2 separate regions of the Mus musculus genome follow, and region 1 is linked to region 2. The links are chromatin contacts, called in public Hi-C maps. All regions are on one chromosome and are shown on one strand. Each heading gives the region's core, a stretch centred on a gene start, on an enhancer-like site or on the middle of the called end of the contact. The rest is flanking DNA. Distances are from core to core; before and after follow the strand shown. Region 1 has its middle 28 kb from the start of Gm31529. Region 2 overlaps Peak1 (pseudopodium-enriched atypical kinase 1).

The links. A called contact is a pair of places that touch in the nucleus more often than the background predicts.
Region 1: a Hi-C map of bone marrow-derived macrophages shows a contact between it and region 2, with 30 read pairs. The contact joins two enhancer-like sites. A contact is called at or near these places in 5 of 484 Hi-C or Micro-C datasets (bone marrow-derived macrophages, embryonic stem cells, group 2 innate lymphoid cells and 2 more), 1 of 115 datasets of contacts at active chromatin or transcription factors (embryonic stem cells) and 1 of 9 other capture datasets (embryonic stem cells).

What each region holds. Positions count from the first base shown.
Region 1 is chr9:56,550,361-56,553,792 of GRCm38.p6, reverse strand. No RefSeq gene overlaps it. Among named protein-coding and RNA genes, the nearest start is that of Gm31529, 28 kb to the left of the region's middle. Within about 2 kb of position 1,497, at least 150 of the 459 cell types and tissues checked have an H3K27ac peak or open chromatin away from gene starts, as enhancers often do. A contact at or near this core is called in bone marrow-derived macrophages and neural progenitor cells, where this site is marked.
Region 2 is chr9:56,343,109-56,346,329 of GRCm38.p6, reverse strand. All of the region lies in intron 2 of Peak1 (pseudopodium-enriched atypical kinase 1), which reads left to right. Among named protein-coding and RNA genes, the nearest start is that of Peak1, 73 kb to the left of the region's middle. Within about 2 kb of position 1,254, at least 21 of the 459 cell types and tissues checked have an H3K27ac peak or open chromatin away from gene starts, as enhancers often do. A contact at or near this core is called in bone marrow-derived macrophages and neural progenitor cells, where this site is marked.

The DNA of each region.
Region 1 (3,432 bases), core at 248-2,747, 210 kb before region 2:
CTTCTGTTTGTGTGGAGGACACGGCTATGAAATGTAAGTAAAACCCAAGGCTAATTTCCCCGGTCAGAAGGAGGAGGCGCTGCAGTGTGCTCAAACCCTAATTAAACCCGCTCGGGCGGTGGAACACCAAAATCAGTTCCAAGATCAATATTGCTATTCATTTAGAAGTGTAACAAGGTTAGAGAGGTGAGCAAAGGAAATAATTAACTCATTTGCAGCCTTTTTAAACAGAAACAGTCATTTTAATCTCCAGGGTAATTAGCTAGGCCCTGTCCATCAATCATGACGGCTGCCATTATTTTAAGTATTTTATTAATTAAGGAGGGAGGGGACTAAGGCACCCTTCAACCCCCCAACACTGTTTACTGAAGCTGGAAGGACCCTGAGCAGGAGCCGAAGAGCACTAGACAAAGGGTCAGCGAAGTCTGTGCTGAGAACGATGGCTGTCAGAGAAAGGCTACCATATGACAAAGTTGAGGTGACAGGTGCGGAGACCCCCCACCCCCACACCAAGGCTTGACTCTTGACAAACAACGATGCCCCATTCAGAGTCTGGAAGTGCTGGGGTGTGGGATCCCCAAGGTCTGCTTTGGTAACTGCTCCTAACTTTCTGGGTGACAACGACATGCCCCTGCCCCACCATATGCCCTATGATACTTTAGATGTATGTGGGATAGTCAGAAACCAAGGCTTCTAAGTGCCCAGGGGCCTCCAGCCACTGGAGGGCAGCAGAGCCCCAGGGACCCCAGAGCGAGGGCTGGACTGGCTCAGTCTGTACCAGACCCCATAGCTCCTGTGTTTGTCACTCACTGCTCAAGGTCCCATTGCTCAGTCCTGTGACTTGGACAGGAAGCTGAGTCAGATGGTCTCTGACCCTGCTAACAGCTTGGTTTTGGCTATTCAATAGGAGCCTGCCCTGGCCTGTCTCCCTCACATTCCAGATGGGGAAACAGACCCAGAGAGAGGAAGGGTGTTGTTATACTAGTCTTGTTTAGTATTTGTTAATAAACATGGACACAAAATTCCTGGCCTGAAGAAGACCTTCCGGGGGCCATCAGGAGAAACTTGTAACCAAACAGTAACCACTGGGCAGGATGAGAAAGCTGACAAACAGCTTAGGACAGAAGGTCAGCAGAGGCATACCCCAAGCAACCTGGACAGTCAAGGGAGGCTTCCTGGAGGAGGCACCTCTCAGATGAATCCTGGTGAAAGGCAGGGCAGTGCATCCCGCAGGAGAGGGAGAAGCAGTGCAGGGACCCGGGCAAGAGTATGAGGAGGCTGAGAGGGGTACAGGCAGATTGGACACCACAGGCCATTCAGGAGGCCCGAGTGGGAGAGAGTAGGGCAGGGCAGCAGGGTAGCTATGGGTGTCTGGAAAAGAAAGGAGCGAGGCAGGAAAGTGCTGGGTCTGGTGGCCACTGTCTTGCTATGTCCTGCTATGTCTCCCTGCTCCCAGCCTTGGGCTTACCCTGAAGTTGATGATGTCATTTTCTCCAAGAGCCTCTCCCTAAGCTGTCCTCTCTGCGACTCATCTGGGAGGCGAGAGAGTAGAGAAAGAAGGGACTGTGGAGACAGGAAGAGAAAAAAAAACCCAAAACAAAAAACTATGGCTGAAAGGGACAGCCAGGCATGTGAGGGCTGCCTGTCTTAATGCCCTGAGCCATACCAGCACCATCCTCATTAGATAGCCTCTTCTTGCATACCTCCTGGCCGGGGAACTCTCTTATCTCTGGAGTCAACCGCCTTCTCTCTAGTTGCTGACTCTGTGCCTGGGTGTGCAGAGAGCCCCACTTGCAAGTCTAGGACACCCCTCGTGCCTCCAGCACTAGTCTTCAGCTACCTTAGTTCCAAGTCAGCCAGGCAGGTAGAGTACTGACCGTGGTCATCAGTTGCTTAGCAAACTGGGAAGATCAGAGAGCTTCGCTGGTCACTAAGCTGGCACATGATCTTCTGGGAGAGTTCTGGGTCTGGGCACTGGCTCTGAGGTTGGGGGAAGGGAGGAAGAAAGCAGAGGTCCAGAAAGAGGGAGGAGGGAAGAGGATCAGGCTGAAACTCGGTTGCTAGGGGCAACAGCATTACATCCTGAGGAGGAACCAGATGCTGAGGAGGGCAGCAGATCCAAGCCCGGCAGGCTTGGGGGTGAAAGGGGGAGCACACAGCCAGGAACCCAGGAAGAGGGTGGGACACGCGTAGGGTGTGTGTGTTGTGGGGGGCGGTTGGTGTGGTAAAGGAGGGTTATGCTACATGGGGTATGTGTGTGGTGTGGTGTGGTGATAGGGAAAGAGTATGGTATATGGTGGGGGAGTGGTGTGGTGTGTGTGTGTGTGTGTGTGTGTGTGTGTGTGTGTATGGTATTTTGGGGGGTGTTGTTATGTGAGGGGTTGTGGGAGGGTAGTGCGTGGTATGTGTATGCATTCTCATGTGTGTCTAGCCAGGCAGTGGTAGTGCATGCCTTTAATCCCAGCACTTGGGAGGAGAGGCAGGCAGATTTCTGAGTTCGAGGCCAGCCTGGTCTACAGAGTGAGTTCCATGACAGCCAGGGCTATACAGAAAAATCTTGTCTCGAAAAACCAAAAAAGAAAAGAAAAAAAGAAAAAGAAAAAGAAGAAGTGTGTGTGTGTGTGTGTGTGTGTGTGTGTGTGTGTGTGTGTATGATGAGGAGGGAGGGGTATGGTATATGGGGTACATGTGTGGGGTGGTGGTAGGGAAGGGGTATGGCATTTTGTGCAGAGGGGTGGTATGGTATGGTGTGTGTGTGTGTATGATATTTGTGTGAGTGTTGTGGTGTGAGGGGTTGTGGGAGGGTGGTATGTAGTGTGTGTGTGTGTGTGTGTGTGTATGTTATGGTATAGGTATATGGTGTGTGTGTGTGTGTGTGTGTGTGTGTGTGTGTGTGTGTGTGTGACTTAGGGCAGGTATTTCCACAGCTGATCTCACTTTCAGGTCCACAATGCCTATGGGTCTTTAGAATTCAAGAGCTTTCTGAGGAGCTGGGGCTGAAGAATCATGCTTGACACAGCACAGGGCCATATGGGACTCCAGCCTGGGCCCCAGCAAGTCAGCTGTCCTACCTGCTAGGATCCAGGAAAGGACAGAGTTGTGAAGAGAGACTTAGGGGACACAAACCAAAGGCTAGTCCTCTGAGGGTTTGGTCATGCCCCTACCTTTCCCACTTCAGTCTCTGTTATCTATAGAACTATGCAAACAATCTTGTCTTTTATTACAACACTTAAGTCATATACAGGGAAGGGTCTCTTGTTAAGAGACTTTCCCCCCTGGTGGTTGCTACAAAGCAGAGAGGGACAGATGCTACCATCTTCCAGGTCTGCAAACCAAGGCTTAGAGACAGCTGGCTAAGTGGGGGAGGGGGAAGCAAGGAACTGAATACAGAGGTGTAAGACACACCTCGCTGCTGTCACCAGAAGCTGCCTC
Region 2 (3,221 bases), core at 5-2,504:
ATGTAACTAGTAGGGAGACACAGGCCTAGAAATAGCCTCCGGGGAAAAGAAGGTAGGGTACAAAAGAGGTGAGGATAAGGGACATCTGTGGAGAGGGGTCTAACAGTGCTTAAGTCCAGGTTTCTTTCTAGCAATTTCCTTCATGGAGAGAGATGGCAGATACTTGGCTCTTCCTGTCCAGCCTGGGTCCAAGACACTAGCTCAGCACCATTCACAGTGGGTAGTTAAGCCTCAAGGGAAAGAAGATTCAGTCCTGTGGCAGGAGAGCAGCTTTCCTGAGCTCAGTTCCTGTAGGGCCTGCAGTAGAGCTTGCAGTTGGGTTCTTGGCACAGACCAGGATTGGGGGGTTCCTGGTGGGTTCATTTGGGCAGTTAGGTACCACCCACTTCTTTACAGTGTGTGCTTCAGTGAAATCAAGGATAGCCTCCTTCTTCAGACACAGGACACTGTGACAACACTGCCAAATCTCCTGAGAGAGACGGAAATGTCCTGGTGTGTAGGCAAGGGGCCTCCTCCAAGACTCATTTAAAAATACTCACCCTGGGGCATCAGGACTCAGGCAGGTCATAGGACCAAAGCTTGGCATCACCAAAGATGCAACAGTGAGGGTTCCTGATGGGGTCAGTTCCCTGAGAAAGAGGAGTGGGTGCTGACATGGTGCTGTTGGAGGTAGCAGGGAGCAGAATAAGCAGAAATCTCCCAGCAGTTCAGGGTTGGTAGGAGGAATATAGAAGGTGTTTCTGTGTGCGGCTGATTCTTATTAGACAAGTCCCAAGCTGGAGTTATCCTCACTGGAAAGCCCTTTCCTCTGTAGGAGGAAGTTAAGCAGTGAGATCCAAAGTTCTGAAGGAAGAGGTCATGTGACCCTCAGCCTGGGTGTCACTTGCCGGTCATTAAAGGCTGCATAGGACTTTTTTTTACTTCTCTACAGCAACAGTGGTGTGGCCTGAAGCTCATCCATCCTTGAACCCAGTGACTGAAATGACTACTTCTATCTGCCCCTCCCCATCTTCTTGTCACTGTGGAAGAAATAATTCCCTTCCAGAGGTGATCTGGCACCATCCATTCACTGGCCTGGCGAAGTTCACCATCCAGGAACTTACCAGTTCTACTTCTAAGGCTGAACCTTCAGAAGGGCCCATACACTAAGTCTCATGACATTGATTGTCTCCTGCTGCATTGAGACACTGGAGTGAAACTATAGTCCATATCCACTGACCTATGTGAGCCTGCCTGTAAGCCACGTGCACCGATACTGAATGAGATGCATCTTTAAGGAGTGCATCTGCAGTACCAGCTTGGCACAGTGTCCATCACTTACTGCTCAGAAAAGGCAAGTTCAGAGCAGCTTTAATTTGAAAAATAAACTCCGTTGTTACATTACAAATAACAATTAGTCTATATACGATGAGGTGGTTAGGTTAGATTATTTATGAGTCCCTGTCTTGTTCTAAAAGCCTTCTCCCTGCAGCCTGACCTTTCTCTATTCTCCCTTTTCCATATTCAAACTAATTTCCATAAAACTCTGGCAACAATCTCTTTGTCCTTGTCAGGAATTTCTTTCTGGTCATGCCAAGGTCTGGTCCTGCTTCTAGCTACTGTTAGAAGAATCAATCCTGTGAGACTTCTGAGAGATTATAGACAATATTTTGTAGGAGAGGAATCCACTTTTATTGTCTAAGGATAAATTTCTATTTTTCAAAGATATTAAATGTTTAGTAATTTCTTTCAGTAGCCACAAGGAACTATTATAGTCATGAAATTAAAGAAAGGGAACTGGAGAGAGAGCTTAGTTGGTAAAGTACTTGCTGTGTAAGTATGAGGACTGAATTTGACCCCCCCAGCACCCATGCAAACATCCGGGGGTTATGGCATGCACTTGTGATCCTGGTTCTCGGGATACAGAGATGGGCTTAATTTACAAGCCTCAGATTTCAGTAAGAGACCTTGCCTCCAAGAAAAGCAGCCAGTGATGACCTTTCCTTATGTGTGTACACATATATACATACATACATGTGTACAACATACAGCTATCTCCACAGCTATACCTACATGAATACACCTACATACACATAGACATATCCACAGACACAGGAAAAAGATCTGAGAAACTGTCACAAGCAGAGTAACCTAAGGAGTTAAAGATGTACTTACTAAATATATCGGCACCTCTGGCTAAGATTCTCAACAGGAAAAAAGGGTGTCAGGGGAAACCTGAGGAACTTTAAGGGAAAGGTGGACTTCAGTAATAATATATTTATGTTGTTCCATTAATTGTGTCCAAGGTATACTAATATAAGTTGTTGGTAGAGAATTTGAGTATGGGACACATAGAAATGCTAGTTGTTATTTCACAATTTATTAATATATCTAAAGCTACTCAATTATTTATATCTGGGGGAAAAAAAGGAAACCATTTTTTTCTTGGTAGTAAAATGATCCTTAAATATTATACCCCCAGAATTTCCTTACCTTAATAGCTTGTTCTAGGGGCGTCTGCCCATTAGTAGTGCTCCTCTCTTCCTTTGAGAGCACCAGCTTTGCTGATCAAGGTAAATGCTGCTATTGAGAAAATACACTTGTCTGGAAATCCAGAGTGGAGGTGTGTTGAGGTCGGGGTGGTGTGAGTAAGTGCAGAGAAATCTGTTACATTGCCATTCTCAACAAAGTAGGCAATTTTGTATTGACTTTCTTCCTCCTGTCCTTCTGGAATAATTCTGAAAGCCATGAACTAGGATTCACAGAAGTAAATGTCTGTGTTTATATATATCAACTATATCAGAGGTTAGGAAGGACTCAAAGGAGGGGAGGGGACTACATTAAAATGGTACTAAAGCCACCTGCTGATCCACACATTGAGCACCTCCTTGAATATCAAATTAGTAATTACTAGCTATTAGTATTATATCTCATTGAATAAAAATTGAAGTTAACAAATCAGTAGTGATATGGTCAATTAATGGGTAAAGAAACAGAATAAAAGAATTAGAAAAATCATTTGAAAGCCATTGTTATATTGCTAGTTTATATATAAAATAACAGATCCTAAAATTAATTGGTAAAAAGTTTGGTGGCCTTGCATAGTCATGTTTTCTCCTCACAAAGTATCAATTACAAAGGAAAGAAGAATTTGTCAAAGAGGGAACCTGAAAGATACTTCCTCAGTCAGGAGCAAAATGATGTGTGTATAACTTGAAGGGATGCAGTGTAGGAATATAGTT